Linked DNA regions of Mus musculus: all the other regions are linked to region 1. Evidence: chromatin contacts called from public Hi-C, HiCAR-type, HiChIP or PLAC-seq, Micro-C and promoter capture Hi-C data. All regions are on one chromosome and are shown on one strand. Each heading gives the region's core, a stretch centred on a gene start, on an enhancer-like site or on the middle of the called end of the contact. The rest is flanking DNA. Distances are from core to core; before and after follow the strand shown.

The links. Promoter capture Hi-C pulls out the DNA fragments that hold promoters and counts their contacts. Hi-C and Micro-C count contacts between places; a contact is called where the count stands out from the background. HiCAR-type assays count read pairs that join an accessible place to other places. HiChIP or PLAC-seq counts read pairs in DNA pulled down with a chosen protein or histone mark.
Region 2: a contact with region 1 is called in a Micro-C map of embryonic stem cells, with 8 times the contacts expected there. The contact joins the enhancer-like site here to the promoter of Meis1 in region 1. A contact is called at or near these places in 2 of 39 promoter capture datasets (embryonic stem cells and liver), 1 of 484 Hi-C or Micro-C datasets (embryonic stem cells) and 2 of 115 datasets of contacts at active chromatin or transcription factors (astrocytes and embryonic stem cells).
Region 3: a contact with region 1 is called in a Hi-C map of adipose-derived mesenchymal stem cells, with 3 times the contacts expected there. The contact joins the enhancer-like site here to the promoter of Meis1 in region 1. A contact is called at or near these places in 6 of 39 promoter capture datasets (the 3T3-L1 cell line, hippocampal neurons, liver and 1 more), 2 of 484 Hi-C or Micro-C datasets (adipose-derived mesenchymal stem cells and myocytes), 4 of 115 datasets of contacts at active chromatin or transcription factors (astrocytes, bone marrow-derived macrophages, embryonic forebrain and 1 more) and 2 of 9 other capture datasets (liver and pancreatic islet).
Region 4: a contact with region 1 is called in an H3K4me3 HiChIP or PLAC-seq map of neural progenitor cells, with 19 read pairs. The contact joins the enhancer-like site here to the promoter of Meis1 in region 1. A contact is called at or near these places in 7 of 39 promoter capture datasets (the 3T3-L1 cell line, the C10 cell line, cranial neural crest and 4 more), 1 of 484 Hi-C or Micro-C datasets (cerebellum), 11 of 115 datasets of contacts at active chromatin or transcription factors (acute myeloid leukemia, cardiomyocytes, craniofacial prominence and 7 more) and 3 of 9 other capture datasets (adipose tissue, embryonic stem cells and pancreatic islet).
Region 5: a HiCAR-type map of astrocytes shows a contact between it and region 1, with 4 times the contacts expected there. The contact joins the promoter of Spred2 here to the promoter of Meis1 in region 1. A contact is called at or near these places in 3 of 39 promoter capture datasets (cranial neural crest, embryonic stem cells and liver), 14 of 484 Hi-C or Micro-C datasets (LSK cells, Sertoli cells, adipose-derived mesenchymal stem cells and 8 more), 10 of 115 datasets of contacts at active chromatin or transcription factors (the NIH/3T3 cell line, astrocytes, embryonic forebrain and 4 more) and 2 of 9 other capture datasets (adipose tissue and embryonic stem cells).
Region 6: a contact with region 1 is called in a promoter capture Hi-C map of embryonic stem cells, with 5 times the contacts expected there. The contact joins the enhancer-like site here to the promoter of Meis1 in region 1. A contact is called at or near these places in 8 of 39 promoter capture datasets (the 3T3-L1 cell line, embryonic stem cells, hippocampal neurons and 3 more), 9 of 484 Hi-C or Micro-C datasets (the N1E-115 cell line, embryonic stem cells, gonadal supporting cells and 3 more), 15 of 115 datasets of contacts at active chromatin or transcription factors (the NIH/3T3 cell line, astrocytes, craniofacial prominence and 10 more) and 2 of 9 other capture datasets (embryonic stem cells and liver).
Region 7: a contact with region 1 is called in a Hi-C map of the N1E-115 cell line, with 7 times the contacts expected there. The contact joins the enhancer-like site here to the promoter of Meis1 in region 1. A contact is called at or near these places in 4 of 39 promoter capture datasets (the 3T3-L1 cell line, hippocampal neurons and liver), 1 of 484 Hi-C or Micro-C datasets (the N1E-115 cell line) and 2 of 115 datasets of contacts at active chromatin or transcription factors (bone marrow-derived macrophages and differentiating embryonic stem cells).

What each region holds. Positions count from the first base shown.
Region 1 is chr11:19,017,693-19,020,227 of GRCm38.p6, reverse strand. Meis1 (Meis homeobox 1) reads left to right here and starts at 1,259. Exons shown (of 12, transcript NM_010789.3): 1 at 1,259-2,007. The coding sequence starts at 1,996. It overlaps Gm16141 (a long non-coding RNA gene), which reads right to left. Exons shown (of 3, transcript XR_381070.4): 3 at 1,898-2,535.
Region 2 is chr11:19,986,146-19,988,680 of GRCm38.p6, reverse strand. The region is part of intron 1 of Spred2 (sprouty-related EVH1 domain containing 2); the gene reads right to left. Among named protein-coding and RNA genes, the nearest start is that of Gm39603, 49 kb to the left of the region's middle. Within about 2 kb of position 1,265, at least 150 of the 459 cell types and tissues checked have an H3K27ac peak or open chromatin away from gene starts, as enhancers often do. A contact at or near this core is called in astrocytes, embryonic stem cells and liver, where this site is marked.
Region 3 is chr11:18,066,497-18,069,031 of GRCm38.p6, reverse strand. No RefSeq gene overlaps it. Among named protein-coding and RNA genes, the nearest start is that of Gm12018, 28 kb to the left of the region's middle. Within about 2 kb of position 1,276, at least 22 of the 459 cell types and tissues checked have an H3K27ac peak or open chromatin away from gene starts, as enhancers often do. A contact at or near this core is called in adipose-derived mesenchymal stem cells, where this site is marked.
Region 4 is chr11:18,114,593-18,117,127 of GRCm38.p6, reverse strand. No RefSeq gene overlaps it. Among named protein-coding and RNA genes, the nearest start is that of Gm12018, 20 kb to the right of the region's middle. Within about 2 kb of position 1,262, at least 26 of the 459 cell types and tissues checked have an H3K27ac peak or open chromatin away from gene starts, as enhancers often do. A contact at or near this core is called in cerebellum, neural progenitor cells and stem cell-derived neural progenitor cells, where this site is marked.
Region 5 is chr11:19,923,183-19,925,717 of GRCm38.p6, reverse strand. Spred2 (sprouty-related EVH1 domain containing 2) reads right to left here and starts at 1,276. Exons shown (of 6, transcript NM_033523.4): 1 at 762-1,276. The coding sequence starts at 787.
Region 6 is chr11:19,828,522-19,831,056 of GRCm38.p6, reverse strand. No RefSeq gene overlaps it. Among named protein-coding and RNA genes, the nearest start is that of Gm39602, 87 kb to the right of the region's middle. Within about 2 kb of position 1,261, at least 77 of the 459 cell types and tissues checked have an H3K27ac peak or open chromatin away from gene starts, as enhancers often do. A contact at or near this core is called in the N1E-115 cell line, embryonic stem cells, hippocampal neurons and 2 more, where this site is marked.
Region 7 is chr11:18,244,732-18,247,266 of GRCm38.p6, reverse strand. No RefSeq gene overlaps it. Among named protein-coding and RNA genes, the nearest start is that of Gm12018, 150 kb to the right of the region's middle. Within about 2 kb of position 1,271, at least 1 of the 459 cell types and tissues checked has an H3K27ac peak or open chromatin away from gene starts, as enhancers often do. A contact at or near this core is called in the N1E-115 cell line, where this site is marked.

The DNA of each region.
Region 1 (2,535 bases), core at 10-2,509:
AACCACTGGCTGGTTGGAGACTTTAAGTTGTGGGCAGGGTCAGCTTTTGTCTGAAATCTCAGCTTCCGAAGTGGATTTCTTTTTCTCTGGAACTGGGAGCTTTCACGGGGCTGGGTTCGGAGATAGACAAATTGAGAGATGGAGGTCTGGGAGGCCGGCTCCGGGCGTCGCCGCTGAAAGAGCTGGGGGTGGGGGGTGGGAGGGAGCGCAGCGTCTCCAGGCCCGAGCAAGGCCGAGGCTGGAGCCCCTCGGCGTCGCCCAGACAAAGGCAGCCCCAGCCGCAGCGCAGCGGAGCTCTGCAGCTTCGCCGCGCCCCGGGCGCACGGCTAAACTTGCCGGTAGCGCAATCGAGAAAGAGCCTCGGGTCCCGGGGCTCCCAGGCCCCGGCCGCCCGCAAGGTCTGGCTGCTTGGTGCCCGCGTTGAGTTTCGTTCTCCAGCGGTCATAAATAGCTCGGTGTTTGTAAACAAGCGCTGGGGGCACATTCCCGGCGCTCGGCTCATTGTTCCCTCCCTTCCTCCCTCACTTCGCGCGGCGGCTGGGGCTGAGGGCTGCAAGAGAGGAGGTGGGGACGTCCGGACTCAAAGTGACAAAATGCAAGCATTTCCTTTCCTCCGGCCCTACGTCCACTTCTGACAGCGGGGGGAGAAAAAAAAATAAAGAAAGAAAGAAAAAACCCAAACCAAAAGAAAAAAAAGAAAAGAAAAGAAAACCTCTAAGCTGAGTCTGCAGAACGCCCGGGCGACCGCTACCCCACGTTCTCAGGACTCTCGAGCGGAACCTTTTCCAGTCCAGTTCCAGCTCCTCTTCTTGCTCTGGCTTTGACTTTTCTCCTCCGGGAGTCTAGCAGAGAATCCAGTACTTTTGGCATCACCCCCACCCCGAAAAATACTGGCAGACCCCAATAATTTCGAGGAAAGTCTTGAAGTCTTTCATGAGCGGAGCCCTGAGCGAATTAACTCCGGCATCTGCCTGCCCTACGTTTATTCCCGATTTATTTCAAGCGTCCGCTTTGGGAAGAGAGGCTGGAAGGGGACGTAAAGCCGGCGGGTTGGGAGCTGCAGCCTGTATTTGTGTGCATGTGCCCTGGGTGTGTGGTGTTAGTGCCTGGGCGTGCGAATTTGTGGAGTGTCTTTCTGCCTCTCCAGTGCGGCCAGAGCTCGCTTCGCGCACCCACCCCTGCCGAGGAGCCTACTTGCTGCAGCCCAATGCATTGTGTAAGACGCGACCTGTTATGGCCACCACTACTTCCGGGTTCTAGCATTCTGGTCGGAATCCACCTCTCCGCCTGTGCAACACACACTTTACACACGCACGGCGACTGCAAGCGGGCAGCATCGATCGTGGCTCCTTTAAGACAAACTCAGACAGACATTTTTTTAACCCTCCTCTCTAATCTCCCTTCAGTGCAGCAGTTGCAAAGAGGGAGAGAGAAAGAGAAAGAGAGCGAGAGAAGAGAGAAACTGATTAGGAATTAGGACTGATTCAAGGAAAGCGGGCGCTAGGGCTTTGTGCATTTGAATATTAACATTTGAGGTGTTCTGACCAGAAGAAGACAGAACGGACGATCATTCATTCACCACGTTGACAACCTCGCCTGTGATTGACAGCTGGAGTGGCAGAAAGCCATGAGATTTGGTAGTTGGGTCTGAGGGGCGCTCTTTTTTTTTTTTCTTTTTCTTTTCTTTTCTTTCTTTTTTTTTAAACTGATTTTTTTGGGGGGGAGAGAAGATCTGCTTTTTTTTTCCCCTCCCACTGCTGTCTTGGTGGAACCAGAGCGCTTTTATGCTCAGCGACGCGGGCGCCTTGCTTCAGGTCCGGTAGACCGAAGATCTGGGACCAGTAATTCACACTGCTGGAGACGCAAAGGGATTTTTTTTTGTTATTGTTGTGCTTTATTTTTTTTTCCGGGGGAGTTTGCATATTTGTTTCTTTTCACACTGGCCTTAAAGAGGATATATTAGAAGTTGAAGTAGGAAGGGAGCCAGAGAGGCCGATGGCGCAAAGGGTACGTATTAAAAGCAATTGTGGAAGTCAAATGTGAGATTAAATTGAAACGTGGCTGAAAGACACTGCTACTAAGTTTCCTCTTTTCTTTCTCTCTTTTTGAATGAGGATCCTAAAGCCGCGGCCTAAATCGACAGTTTTACTTAATGCGTTTGCAGCCTTATGCATGTTTCTTGTGGTTAATTCAAGTGATCAAGTTGTCTATAGATTCCTAGCCAACAGCTATATAAATAAAAATACAAGCTCAAGGAATCACCTGTTTTAAAAGATAAAAAAGACAAGGGGGAAGATGCTTCATATCCAGTGCTGTAATTTAAGCATTTAGGGACCAAAAGTTTAAAGCTATGTTTAATGAAAATGAACAGCTGAGAACTTTTGCCTCATTATCGATTATATTCATCTTCAGTATCAGTAGAAATGGGGAGCATTTTCCGCTAAGTAATGTCCTGGTGCAGTGAATTTTTGGTTGGAAAAACATTCCTTTTATAAAAGTAATTTTAATTTGCATGGGATTTTATGCAAGATAATA
Region 2 (2,535 bases), core at 16-2,515, 970 kb before region 1:
AGCACATGCAAACCACAGTTTTTAAAAAACAAACAAACAAACAAAAATTCAATGGAATTCAAGAATTATTTTAAAAAAAAAATCAAGAATCCTTTTTAAAAGAAAAGGTTAAAAAAAGAAAATGAAAGAAAAGGAAAAGAAAAGAGAAAAAATTCTCTTTAGAACCAAGCACCAAATAACCCTTGGCCCCACCCTAGGTGGGCGCATGACGAGGCCATGTCAGGCTTCCTCCCAGCCAGCACAGTGCTCCACCCTGGATGCTGCTCCTTCCTCCTCAGCACCCCTCTGTACTGTGATTTCCAGGCCACTGGCCGCAGTTACTCCAGGCCCACAAGACACCAGGCCTCTGCTGTGTCTGCCATGTTGTTAAGTGTACAGCATTATTCACGACCTTTTAAAATGCTAACACGGGCACTTTTGGGAAACCACATAAACATTTTATTGTAATAGTTTGTTAACATTCAAAACACCAATTGGAGGTAGCTCAGACTTTTTGTCCAAAAACCACTAAAACATAACAATTTTGACATCAGTAGTTTTGGAAATAAGCTTTATTTAGTTTTTTTTTTGGGGGGGGGGGAGAATGTATCTAACTCTTATAGACTAAGTATGTGCCCTAAAGGGGTGAGTGTCAGGGTGACTACTTTGAAAATTTTGGGGACAAGAGAGCCCTGGGAGGTCAAAGGGTCAAACCTGAACGGAGGTTTGTTTAGGACTCTGCCTTTATTGTCGGTCTGCTCGGCGGAGCCTGGGGTCAGCGTTCATAATTAACCAAGATCTAAGGGATTTCCGGCTGAAGACAAACCGACCCCGCCCTGAGAAAACTCTCCCTCCTGTTTTTACCTGAAAGTAATCAATCAAGCTCTCGGGTTTTCCCTTCACTCTTGCACAAACCATATTCCTGGTCCTGTTTAAACCTCAAGGCCACCGACCAGAATGGTTCCCACCCCCATTAAGCGCATCAGCAATAAAACAAAATCAGTTCTTTAAAACACAAACAGCAAAGGGAGTTGCTTAAAGTTAATAATCTCCAACCCAGGGCTCCGACCCACAGCCACCTTCTTCTCTTGACTATTTTTTGTTTTTTTGCTTTTGCCCTCATTATTGGAGAAAGCAAAGGAAGTGGAGTGTCAGCAAGAAACCAGCTGACGGTGGCCAGGGAGTGTGAAATCTAGGTTTATACTTCATCAATAATGCCCCGAACAGTCTGACTACTTCTGCCCAGTCCACAGATGGATTTCTTTCTCCTGCTACCCCGCCCTCCTCCAAGGTCAAAAGGTCAGGAAATGACTTTACCAAATTCAAAACCTACAAACTCTTTTACAGGCCAGCCCAGCTTAAGATCTCTCCCAAACAAAAGGTGATAACGTAGCCCACAGGAAGGAAGGAGAGCCAGGGCCCACAGGCCACAGGCAGGGTTTTTACGAGCCTCACTTTATATTCTAGTCAGAGCCACCCGTAGAGTGTCCTTTCAGGCGGCAAGAGTTAGTGTTTCATTTTGTGCTCTTTCACCTTGGTTCTGAGTTCTGTCATCTCCTTTACTACAGAGGGAAAGATAAGCAATAATGTCCTATTTTCAAGGTATCTGCTCTGCAGTGGGGGCTAAATCTCCACTCCTCAGCAGACACTGGCTAGGAGGCAGCCAAGTTGGTAGTTATCCAATCATGTGGTGACGGGACATTAGGCAACTTAGTTCCACGCTCCTTTTACGCTAGAAAGAACAGGACTGAGTGGGACTCCTCATTCCGGGAGAAAAGGGACCGTTCAAGGTTACTGACCCCCCAGGACCGAGGAAGGGCGGTTCCCCACCGCTGTCCACAGTTTACAAACAAGGGCTCCATGTTGTGGGAAAAGTCCCTGGATCGGTGCTGTTGGGATTTTAAGATTTACTGGCTTAGGTAACAACTGTGAAGGAATTTTAAGTGAAGAGGAATTACTAACAGCCCAACTCCAGGAGAGAGCAACAGCTGGAGGGGGGTGAGGGGCCATCTGGGCTGTTCCTCCTCAACAGAGGTCATTCCATTTGGCATTTATTAGTCTAACTAGACCTGGTAACACATCCTCTTCTCACAACTGGGTGTGACTCTTTGAATCTACTACTGAGCCACAGCCTCTTCATATGCAGCAGGGGGGGGGGGAGTCAAAGGGCTTTTGAGGTCTCTTTACAACTTCTGTATTATTTTTTTTTTTAATTGGCTTTACAGTCCCTTAGTGTTGCCAAGGGCTTTAGCAAACACACGCTACTGAAACATCTTGCAGAAGCAGAAAACTTGTAGTAGTAAAAATCCAACAGAATACATTTAATAGAAAAAGACCAGAAGCCACCAAGACCCATGACAACACCACAGGCCCAGCTCCTTCACTCAGCATGGAGTTACTACGCAATCATAAAACTCCCAGGGTAAGGGAGTCCTATTGAAGTCTTTTGAAAATGGAAGAAAATGGGCTCAGTGGCAGGGTGTTTGCCTAGAATGTGCATGCGCCGCACATGCGAGTACACACACACACACACACACACACACACACACACACACA
Region 3 (2,535 bases), core at 27-2,526, 950 kb after region 1:
AGTTTCAGACTAAGTCAGCATTTTGGAAAAGACTGCACCACAAAGCAACCAAAGACTTGTCCCCTCTGTGCTGGCATTAGTACTTTCCTTTAGTCCCTCTCCTCCTTTTTTATAGTGCTTTTCTGACTTTCAACAGTTTTCTACACTTAATGTCACAAAATCTGTAATAGAAAAGTGAGAGAAAATACTAATCAGAAGTGAAGGACACTTTGGTCAGGCACACCTATTTGGTTACAAAGGTTACATGGCTAACATTTTAGAAGCCGTTTTGCAGTTCACTAGACACTATGTTTTGTCTTCCTTCTAGCTCCTTCACAACAGCAGTGAAGAACAGACAACATCATTCTTTCTCACAGTTCATTGGCTGTCTAGAGGAAAGGAGGGCTCAGTCAACAAGCTGTCTGAATCCCTTTGAAGGTGGATGTATGGATGGCCTTGGCATTATCAAGGAACTAGTATGTATAAAGTAGCCTCACACCATCTTCAATACTGAGGGTGCACACTTGTCTTGCCTATATAAAGATTCCAGCCGTAGGGCACTTGCACATCTCACTGTAAATAAACATGTGAGGTTTGTGCCATATAAAACACTAGCTGAGCTGCTACTGGACTGAAAGAACAAAGTTCCCTACACTCTCACCTATGAGTTCTATAGCAAATCTCTGTGTCTCTAAATATTCTCTGCCAAGGCATTCACTTGGATTACTAAGCCAAAGGCTGCATCTGTTCTTCACAGACAAATGGAGAAAATTCAGAAGTGACTCATTTTGGCAATTGAGCTATGAAACCAATACAACGTTGGTTGAACTTCAGGCTGTGACTGGGGTCCTTTCACTACACTTAGCTGCCCCCGTGCCTTTGTGAAACACTCAAAATAGACTGTGGAGTAGGCAATGAGGTTTCTGTGATGTTCTCACAAATAGAGACCTTACAACTAAAAGGTTAGGATAATGAAAACCTAGACTTCTCTCTCCCTGGGAGGCCTTAAAGCCAACAAAGGCTGTGCCTCTCCAAACCAAAAGGGGCTAATGTTCATTAAAGGAATTAAACCTGCTTCAAAACAAGGGGAAATTAAAAATAAAACAGCAATAGCAGGCCTTTATTTCATAAAAAAGTCACGATAGGAACAATAGAAACATAGTGCAACAGTAAGTGTTTCTAAATTCAGGAAGTCTGCCAACATTTTAGAGAAACTTCCGAAGCAACATTCACAGTCCTAGGAATGTTGAGGTCATACAGAGAGTACATGAAGAGAGACAGCTTCCACAAGAATTCAGGCACCAGATAAAAGATTGTGAACCGCAGAGCCTTCAAGCAAGAAGAGATCAAGAGAGTCACACAGATGCAACCTTTTGTGTGATGCAGGTTCAAGGACTTTGCATCATTCCTCTAGGTAGTGCATGTTAGTAGAATTCAGGACATTTGAAAGTGTAAAAGAAATGAAGAAAGAGTTTTTTCTACTGCCCCCTTAGCATCCAAATGGCCTGAAATCAGGAATTAATCCAAACACAGCCACTGGCCTTTCTGTATTTTTTAAAGCAAAGTTGAGTAATAACATTAAATACTTCCCTATATTCGGGTCTCTAGTTAACTTTTAAAACCCTTGAAATACAGTAAAACATGCAATACAGTATATTTATAGTACATATATATTTTAATAGACTCATATTTGATACAACTTTCCTTAACTATATATCAGTTCTGTTCACGTCTCATGTATCAATATGTTCATATTTGTAATAATACATATATAAATATAGATGATAGATAGATAGATAGATAGATAGATAGATAGATAGATAGATAGATAGATAGATAGATAGATAGATAGATAGATATTTGAGTGTGCACATATAATACATATGCTGGGTTATGCTACCAAATGAATTTTTCTACCCTGGGCCTCATTGAAACTATCAGAACTCACCGTAGTAGGGATTTTATTTTGGGCACCAATCAACTATTACCAACAACAAATCTATGAGATCTAAACTTGGTATTAAATGTTGGGCTACCTTGCACTAAGCACCTACTTCTGCAACCTGAAATATCTCTCTAGACTAATCCCAATACAACATCTCATAGTTTACTACATGGAAACAAAATTATGAAGCCAGAGAAAAGGTCAAGGGGGGAACACAGCTTCCATGAGTTAAGATGTGTATTTCTTACCTCTTCAAATCAAACTTTGGGGGAAGCAGCAAGTGAAATATACTAAGTTCCTGGCATATAGACAGACAACATTTTGTACTGAATTGGTGCTAAACAAGAAGATGGAAATTCAGACTTCGTGCTCAGCCCCTGATCATGTAAAATACCTGACAAATGTTTCAAATATTTCTGAGCACCAGATGGAAAGAGAGGCTTGGTCAAGGGGAGCATCTCCTTTGAGGACATTTTTATGGGATGTTGGTACCCAGCCCATAGCAACCTCTTATAACCAGGAGGTCCATAGGTCCTTTGACCAACTTTATGCCCTCGATCCTCATCTGGGCTTTTGTGATCCTCCAATGATTTTTAATTTTGTATCTCAGA
Region 4 (2,535 bases), core at 13-2,512, 900 kb after region 1:
CTGAACTCTGTTGGTTGGTTTAACTCAGATGCTCTGGGTCAAACTCTTCTCCTAGATGGCTTCTCAAATTGGCTTCTCTCTCTGCATCTGACTGGGTTGCTCTACTTGTCCTCAAAGTAACTCAGGCAATCTGTTCTAACCTTCTGGCTCCTTCTCATTCTCTGGCTCATTCTGTCTTCACCTGTGTCTAACTTGTTCTCTGTCCAATCCATCTCTGTAAAACTCTCCAAGTATGTCCTCCTCTCTGTGCTACTCTTTTAAGATGCCCTTCCATCCTGTCTCTTGTGAGAGGTGGGCATATCCTATCTCTAACACATTCTGTCAAATCTTTCTCTGATTCATCATTTTGTCTGCTCCTCAATTAGAAGTTACTTTCAAACATGGGTGCTTCCTTCTTACAACTAACTTTACCTTCATTGTTTGGGATTAAACATGTGTACTAGGGTGTGTCTGTAATCCAGCCAGAGCAGCCCTATTGCTGGATTAAAACTCCTCTACAGTTGCCCACATCTCAACATGCCCAACAAAGTTAGCAAAAGTGTCTGCATGGCTTGTAGCATACGGGGCCCTCATTTTGCAGAAAAACATTCACTACTCAACTGACAGAATCCTACATGGATTCAGACATAGAACACTGCTCTTTTAACTGGTTTAGCAAAGGAAAGCACACTTTGCACAGATCTATTAATCCCTCCTAACTTGCCCTGATTAATGTGAAGTATAAGTTCAGCTTTCTCAAGAGAAGAGAAGTAGCCAAGTCTGCTGAGGAAAGTAAGATGTGTGTATTAGTTGCTGGGTTCATAAGGAGTGGGTGCTATAAATAAACTGGAGAACTAGTGAAAACAAATCTCCAATCTGTCTAGCATGAAATACACATGCATTCATATTCGCATTCAACCCACTGCACTGACCCAAGGTTTTCCAAAGGGAAAACCATTAAGGACAGAGCAGGAAGAGACTAAGAACTGGCAATCGCTAGTGACATGTTTACTAAATATGCTCTGAAACATTAAACATAGCATTAAAAAGTAGAGAAGCCAAAATATAATTTTTCGAGGCGGGAAGCACTGACTCAAGCTTAGACTCTCATATGTCTTTCCAGCACTTTGTAGCACTTGGCTTCACAACCGGAGTTCAGCCAAATGAATCTGCATCTTTGGAGTCTCCAGGCAACGCCCAAATTGGCATTTCTGTCACAGGAGAGCTAGCCAGGAAAACCCTTTTGGAAAGGAACCGTTGGCTAGAATCATTCTAGCACCATCCAGACATCATAGTCAATTACAAACACACAAGACTAACCTGACAGCCAGCTCTGTAAGTAGTAGACACTAGACATCCCCAGGGACTTGGCTTGGCTCCAGTGAGCACTCCCTGCGACAAGAACCCTTTTATGCAAGACACTCCAAGGATTCGGCAGACTGCAGTGAGTGCACAGTCGCCATTCTACTACCCACCCTCAGAAATGCCAGGCTTCTCTGTAAACCAAGCAAGTAGAAATGCCTGGCATTAAGGTCATTTCCAACATTTAAAATAGACAAATACACTCCTAATCACATCTCCATTTCCCACCCATCTGGCACTAAATTTTTTCAGATGGTAGCCAAGAAAAAAGAAAGGAATTTCTTGAAAACCCTTGTCCCATGACTTAGGCGAATGAAAAGATATAGTTCTCTTTAGAAGCTTTTGTTACTGTTCTGATTTTTTTTCTTTCCCCTACAAGAAGTTCTTTGGCAAAAGGCAGAAAGTTTGATCATGAGTATTCAGATTTCTGCACAATAGATTAGTCAAATGATGTTACAGGAAGCTATTTGTATTTACAGTGGGACTGTGGCCTGAAGGATCAGGCTTCTTGGAAAAGTGGAGAAAAAAAGTGTTACACTACTAAATATTGACTGTCTGAACACCTTGAGAAGAACGCCATGCCTCCTTCCCTCACATGGGTGTGACCTTGGCAATGGGACTTGTTAAAGGAAAAATCAGATCAATGACTTGATTAGTCACACTACTCCAGAGCCATCAATAAGGTACCCATCAATAGTCACGACTTGGTCAATGTCAGTCTGCTCAATTGAGCTAGATCCCTGTGACAACAGTTAACATGGAGGTTTTTCCATATGCAGGCCACTATTCAGATTGCCACTACATGTGGATCTTGGCTCTGAAGAAGAGCTTAAGGAGGCTCATGTTTCCCCTTATTCTAGCCATGAACTCTTTTGTTCAAGGAGGTCAGAGACTCAGGTGTTAATCCTGGTGAAATGCTAGGGAGCTTTCCCCAGTCTTCCTCAGACAGAACCATAATGTGGGCCTCTAACTAGCTTTTTTCTCAAGAAGAAACACTTTCTTTCTATAATAAATTCTTTTTCTTTTCTTGAAAGATTATCCAGAAATTATAACAGCTTCACATTCCAGTGATCGTTGGCATTTCTCACTTGGAAACCGTTCTCAAGTAACATTTTCTTACTTGTATTCCAATGTCATTTTACACAATGCCCTTGGAAGCTTAGATTCTAAGAACATGTGTCATGCAAGATACTC
Region 5 (2,535 bases), core at 27-2,526, 910 kb before region 1:
CGAGCACAAGCACCTCTGACTAAGCACCGAGAGCTTTGTTCCCCTCGGGCCTGCGGGCCGGGCACACGCACGGGCACGCGCTCTCCCTCACATACATGCCAGGAGCGCGCTTCCCCGCACGCTCTCCCGCCCTCGCTGCACACGCTTCGGATCCGCCCCCAGTGCTGCCCCGACACCGCGGGGCGCGTGTGCCGGCCCACACGCGCGTGCACACACTCACGCGCGCCGGGACTCGGCAGGCTGCTCCCGCGCTCTGGCCGCTGCGAGGACCCGGGCGCACTGACCCTGTGCCGAGCCCGACTGGCCCTCCCCCAACTCCTCCGTGTTTTTATGAATGAAAATGTGGTATGCAAATGAGAGCGATTCAAGAAAACGAAATGGCGGAGCCCGGGCCCCAGAGGGCTCCGGAGAGGGCTATGGGAGGGCAGCAGTGCCAGGAGTCACAAAGTCACCATGCACACAGACCCATCGACCCCGGGATGCCCCGCGTGGAGGGCGTCAGAGCTTCCGCTCCCGCAGCCCGAGGACCGCCCCGAGGTCATTTGCGCGCCCTTGGCCCGGGCTGCGACCTGGACTTGCAGACCCCAGGCGGTTTCTGCCGTCTCCCCCAGCCAAGTCAAGAGCCTCGCGCATAGCCCCGACAGCTCAGCCAGCGGCTGCACCCCAGGCCAAGTTCCTCCGACGAGTCCCCTCCTGCGTCCTTGGCGGCGGCCCCCACACCACCCCTCCGGGCACCCGCGTCCCACCCGCGGCTAACTTACTCGTCCGGGTGTGTTTCTTCGGTCATTTTCTTGTTCACCTAGACGCCTGTCCCGCGGCATGCAGCCTGGCTCCCTTCATCTTCCTGTGCGCTCGCCCCCCTTCTTCACATCTCCGACATCTCCTGATTTGGTGGTGGAGGGGGGGAGCTAGAGATGAAGGGGGCGCCGAGGCAGGCGGGGAAATGGAGAGCCCCGAGATCAGGGCGAGGTCTGGGAAGGGGCACACCAGGCAGCGGACGCCGTGGGCCGGCCGGGCACGGCCCCGGGGCTCTGAGGGGGTGCAGAGGCGAGATTTGGGAAGGGGACCCGGAGGGGGAGAGCAGCAGAAAAACAAGCACGCTCCGGGCGGCGGGCGGGCAGTCGGCTGCGCTGGGGCCGGGCCGGGGTCGCCCCCGGGGACCGGGCCAATCAGGGTTCCGGGTAGTGCTCGGCGGCCGGGGGAGATGCGCCTGGGAGGCGGTGCAGGGCGCCCCGTCCGAGCCCCATCTCGCCACTCCACCGATTTACTCCATATTGGATTCTCAGCGCCGCCAACAGGAGGAGGAAGTAGGGCGGAAGCGATGACGTCTTCCCAGCGGCCAGAGGTGGTGGAGTGCAAAAAGCTTCCTACTTGCGACCAAAATAAAAGAGAGAGAGGAGAGAGAGAGGAAAAAAACACACTCACAAAACACTTTGTCCCGCCTACTGAGCGTGCCCCTCTTCTACTCCCCCTCCCGCTAGCTTCCAGTCAGGGAGGAGCCTCGGAACAGCATGGTTGGCACTGCGTTTGTCAGGATCCGAATCCTTGTCTCCGGTGCTCCGGGTTTTAGGAAGCCCAAGAGGGAGGAGGCGGGAGCCGAAGACAAGAGCACATCTGGCTCCCGTTTTGTCCCTCCCTCCTTCCAAACCTTCGGATTAAAAATCAAGGGGGGAGGTGGCGGAGGGCGGAGATGGGGAGGAGTTTAGATGTTGCCAGAGAGTTTGGGTTTGGAGAAACACTGCGGGGTGGGGGTTGGGGGCAGTGCAGGTGGCCTCCGCTGGCCTCCACACGATGGGATTACTGTCATGCAACACCATGCCCACCTAGAGCGGGCATATTTTTAAAAATATGTACGCAGAAAACAAAAGGCAAACAGCCATAAAACTTTGGCATTGCAGGCAGAGATGAAGTTTAAAGGTAACACCAAAGTAAATTATCCAGTCTGTGAATAACGTTTCTTGTCTCCAGCTCTTAGAAGTCTACTCTTAGTTTACTGGGTCACAGATTACTACCTTTGATGGGGTTTGGCCAAAGAGAGACCCAGGAACTCATTACTCCACCCCCGACCCGTCTTCCCTTCCCTTCCCTTCCCTTCCCTTCCCTTCCCTTCCCTTCCCTTCCCTTCCCTTCCCTTCCCTTCCCTTCCCTTCCCTTTCCTTCCCTTCCCTTCCTTTTTCTCTCTTTCTTTCTTTCTCTCTCTCTCTCTCTCTCTCTCTCTCTCTCCCTCTCTCTCTCCCTCCCTCCCTCCCTCCCTCCCTCCCCCCCCCTCTCTCTCTCTTTCTTTCCTTCCTTCTTTCTTTTTGAATGTGCGGGGGCAGAAGGAGGATGCATCCATGCATGTCAGCACCATTTGTGGGCAGAGAGGAGAGGCTGTTGGATCTCCTGGAACTGGTTGCTAGCCTCTGTGTAGGTCCTAGGAATTAAACCACAGTCTTATGGAAGATCTTAACTGCGAGCCATCTCTTCATACCTCTCTTTAAATTATTTTTCCTACCATGGCCTAGGACCTGCCTGAGGTTTTCTGAGAGGACCTAT
Region 6 (2,535 bases), core at 12-2,511, 810 kb before region 1:
ACCCCCACAACAGAAAACCAAGACGGCAAAGATCTGAAAGTCTTTTCATGTTTGCCAAATTTCTATTGTGTTAAAACAAGTTGCCAAAGATTCCAGGGTTCTCCAGAATTTCTGTTCACCAGAGTTCCGAAAATACTGGATTATTAGTTTGAGCTCAGCTACTTCGCCTGTTTGGTAGCCAGCGCTATAAGCAGAGGCACAAACAGGCGCGCTGGCTCCCTCTCGTGGACAGCATGGAGAAGACACGAGAAGAAAAGGGTGTAGAATCCCAAAGCAGTGTTTCACTGAAATAGACCCAAGCGATGTGGTCTGTAAACCAGCGTCTGAGGAAGTGTTGCATTTTGCTGGATAAGGTAAAAAGGACGGTCCACTGGAGGGGGGTTGTAAGACTTATAAACGGAATGTGCAGGTAGTGAACCAACAAGCGTCAGCCACTTGTTCAGCTCAACCGCAGTAAATGTTCCTGTGAGGGGAAATTCCCAAAACCAAACCCCATAGGGATCTTTCTCCTCCCTCTGTCGTCTCACAATTGGGAGACGCAAAGGGGATGCCAGAGTTCCCTCCGACCAGGGATCCCCAGTATAGCTTGGTCCCACCTTAGCATCATGGGGCTGCCTGGGCAGGAGCATGGGACCCCATGTCTCTAGCTCATTTCCTGTCAGGTGTTCTACTTAAGCCATCCAGCAGCCCTAGAGGGCTTCCAGGCCTCTCTGCCAAATCGAAGAGACTGTGTGCTCAGGGAGATTGGTTGAGGTCTCAGGCTTTTTCTCTCAAAAGGCCCGTGGGGGCGTGAGGTGGGGGAGGTGTTCTTGCTCACCTGTCTGACATTCTCTTTTGTGGTCTCTAGGTTGTTTTTGTCTTAGTTTTCTTTCAATACTTGGCCTCTTGTAGTCCAGGGTAGTCTCAACCTAGGTAGGCAGTAGAAGATGCCCCTCCCTCCTTCCTGCCTGCCTGCTGGGGTTACAGGTTCCTGCTCTTTTGTTTAGATGGTAAAGAGGCAGAAATATTTCTAAGTACTAGGACAGCTCATGATAGTGGCACTCACGAGTACCCAAGATCCATCTGCCTCCCGACTTAGTGTGGAGGTCACTTACTCCAGAAAGACCCCCGTTGAGTCCCCCAGGCACCATGAGGCAATTCTGTCATGATTCTGTGGGAGAGGAGGCATTCTAGAGGAAGTGATAATGTGAACAAGCTGAGCTCTCTGGTTAGCTGCCGGCAGCTGCCTGTGAGGATGATCTGTCCTCTCAGCTCCCTGCTGAGACAGGGCCCTGCCTCCCTGCTTTGGGTGTGTCAGCCCAGAATGCCTTCCAGGGGCTGTAGGGGCCTTCCCCAGCTTCTCCCTGCCTAAATGCCACTGCGGTGCTGTGCCTGCAAGCCTCCAGCTGAGGAACGAGCTCCTTTGGGGTGGGTGGATGCCAGGGCTGGATCATGTGCAGGCAGGCAGAGAGGCGCATGGATGCAGGAGAGAAGGAGGTGGCTGATAATGGGCAGTGGGCAGGGGAATGGGGAATGAGGAGGTGTGGGAGAGGCCTGATGACCCGCAGTCAGGTTTAGCCAGGTGGAGGAAGAGGGCCTGCTGGGGAAGGACTTTGAAGGAGTAGATACCTGGAGGTCAACTCTGCAGCCTAGCCTGCGGCCACTTGGAGTCACTTCTTACCACTTCATTGGCTGACCAGAGCTCCAGGCCTCCAGGCAGCAGCTGTGTCGTGGGTCCCCTGCTTGACCCTAGGGTTTCAGGGAAAGCTTCCCATAATGAAATTCTGGGCTGAGTTTCAAGAATGAGAAAGGATGTTCCAGGGAAATAGAGCACCCTACTTAGATGTGGGCAGGAAGGACCCTGCCTGTGTGCTAGGCTGCGGAGGGCATGCCACGCCTCTGGGATGTGAAGTCTGCAGAACTGTGAGTGGGCACATTCCAGCCCAGCTACCCGTCGGGGAGCCCTGGAAGCTTGAGGGTTGGTGCTTGGAGTGAGGAAGGACAATAGTCGCAAATGTCACGTGGTCATCGAAGAGGCCCAGAGTGTCCAGAGCCCTGCAGTTCCTAACATTACAAGGGACATCCTGTGCCAGCAATTTCAGTGGATAGTGAGGCAGGCCCCCAGGGGTCAGTGGAGACAGGAGGTCAGAAGGAGGAAGCAGAGAGCAAAGACAACCAAGACGAGATCAACTCTCAACAATGGGCTAACAGGATTAAAACAAAACAAAACAAAACAAAACAAAACAAAACAAAACAAAACAAAACAAAACAAAACAAAACACCAGAAACAAAACAAACAAAACCTCAGTGGAGAAGGAGGACCAGAGGCAGAGGGGGCTGTGTCAGCTCTCTGATGTATTTAATGGAATTATGAAGTGTATGTGTTTAAAGAAAGCAAATGATGTAGTAAGTGATGTTCAGATGAAAACCAAACTTTAGAGCAAAGTGGGAAGTCAGGAAGAGGGCCAATGGTGGTCACAGCCAGCCAAGGCCCACTACTCTAGGGTCAGAGAGGATGTGGAGTGACAAGGCAGGCAGGCTCCCTGTCCATTTCCT
Region 7 (2,535 bases), core at 22-2,521, 770 kb after region 1:
AAGTAAAGATAAAATTATTACTTTCAAATATAAAGACTTTGTCAAGTCTCAGATAAGAGGATAGAACCCTTTCCACCATTTTCTTTACTGTTTATCATATACTGAATTCATTGAACCTAAAGCATTTACCTTTGGGACAGTTTATCTGAGATAGGTTTTCTTTCTGCTGTTGTAGTATGAGAAATTTTGACCTACCCAATAGCTCATAACCTTTACTTTGAGGAAAGAATTAATTGAGGACAAAAGTAATAAGGTATTTTATTTTTAAATGTAAGGTAAGAAGAAATTGCCTGCTTGTTCCTCACTATGATGCAGTAGACTATTGGGGCTTACAACATGAGCACTGCATACGGTATGACAAACTGTACTTGTTAACAGCATGATATGGAATCTATGACCAAATACTGTTATTTAGAAAGCAGTTTCCAAGTTAGATCATTAACTCTTAAGGTCCCTCTCCGCCTAAAGGCTGGATGGAGCAAGAAGCTGGGCACATGAGGGACTGCCACAGAAATGACAGAATAGTTGCTCCCAACTTTTTGTTTAGACTATATTAAAAAAATGATATTTATGAACATAGATGTTTGCTTTCTGCTCATGAATAAAATCATAGCAAGGTTCTGTAGGAACCCAGGGCTGTATCTCTTTGAATAAATTCAGTGATATCTTAGCAAAGGTGATTTTAAAGCAAAAGCCTAACATAAGGTGTGTGTGTATGTGTGTGTGTGTGTGTGTGTGTGTTAATCTTATTTGAAGCAATATGGCCCCTAGGCGGAAACAGAATTTACAGTAATGCTGAGGATTAAAGGGAATGAGCCTCTTGTTTAGAAAATTAGCTAATCAATAAGCCAAGCTTATTTTAAAAACTGCTTTAATTTTTAAAAATAGAGCATGTCTGCTCCAGCTTCCTGTATTTGACTCTGATAATAAAACTTTCAGCATGACTAATACAGTTTAGCTAAACAAATTAGAAAGAGCTGCAGTGTGTTTCCATTAGCCACCGTGATCCTCTCTGCTCAGTCAGTGATGAAGGGCTGTGAAGCCAGCCAGGCTCACATTATACTGGGGGGGGGGGGGATCCTAGAACAATGGACTAGAGCTACCATTCTATACCTGGATATGATAAGCTGGGTTAGAAAGAAAGTTTGAAACAGTCTAAGAACTCCTGTCTTGTATTTCTGATTGCCAAACTCCTTTCTTTTCAATTAAGATGACAGGATGAATTGTTAGGGGCATCAATTTAGGACAGTCCAGAAGAATGTGGTTTACCAGTCACATTTGTGTCTCCAGGGCCTTTGGTTCACATGTTATAAAGTAAATTCTGTGCCTAGTCCTCTCCAGGAAAACAGAGGTTGAGAATGCCTTGCTCCTCAGTGCCTCCAAATGTGACCTTAACTCTGGGTCACTTCAGATGTAATTAGTTAAGATGATGTCATACTGAAATAAGGTGGGACCTTAATTCACTCAGACTAGCATGCTTATAGGAAAGAAGACAATGTAAAGACAGTAATATGTGACAGCAGGAACAAAAGCTAGAGTAATGCATCTACAATACAAAAAAGAATGACTTACTCTGCCTAGAGCCTTGGGAAGGAACCTGGCCCTGCTAGCATCATGACTTTGGATCTCTACTCTGTAAAACTCTGAGGTATCACTTCTCTTCTGCTTGAAGGCACACTGTGGCTTTCTTACAGCATCTTTAAACAGCTAACATGATGCATAGGAAACAGCAAAAACTTCTTTGAGAGTTGTTTGATAGAGAGGTTAAGTATTACCAAAGCTAACATGAAACAGGGGTCTTTATAGATGTTTCCAAAAGCTAGCTTTGTGGTCCAAAGCAAGTCAGCAGTTCTTGGTTTGCAAATTATAGTCCATCATCAAGGGTAGCCAAAGCAAGAACCTGGAAGCCGGATCTGAAGCAGAGACCATGGAGGAAAGCTGATTGCAAGTTTGCTTGCTCAGATTGCTTTCTTACACAATCCATGGCCATCTGCCTGGGGATGGTATGTCCTATAGTAGACTGGGGCTTCTTCTATCACTCATTAATTAAAAAAGTACACCACAGGTCAAGTTGATAGAGACTATTTCTCAACTGAGATATTGCATTCGCAAGTAACTCTAGTTTGTGTCAAGTTGACAAAAACTAACCAACATGCAGACTAACAGTAGAATGTAAACACACCCCTTGCCACCTCAGGACCAATGACATATTTAGTCATAGGTCCTGGTCCAGTGCCAGTGACAAATATGGGTTGGCTTTTTTGGAGCAGAACTTAAATACAATCAGAAATTAGCTGTTTACTCCCTCGGCATTCATGCCACTATTACAGTTGTAGACATGTCTTGCTAGGTCACTGGTTATTATACCTGGGAACCCTCTGTCTTATCAGAGTCTTGAGAGCAACTATGAACACTGGCATGACTGTGAACATTTAGAAGTCTATGGGATCTTACTGGTTAATAACTTCAAAAAAAGTGGCCAATTTTTGTTTCTAATTTAATTTTATTTGTAATTCATTTTTTACACTCCATATT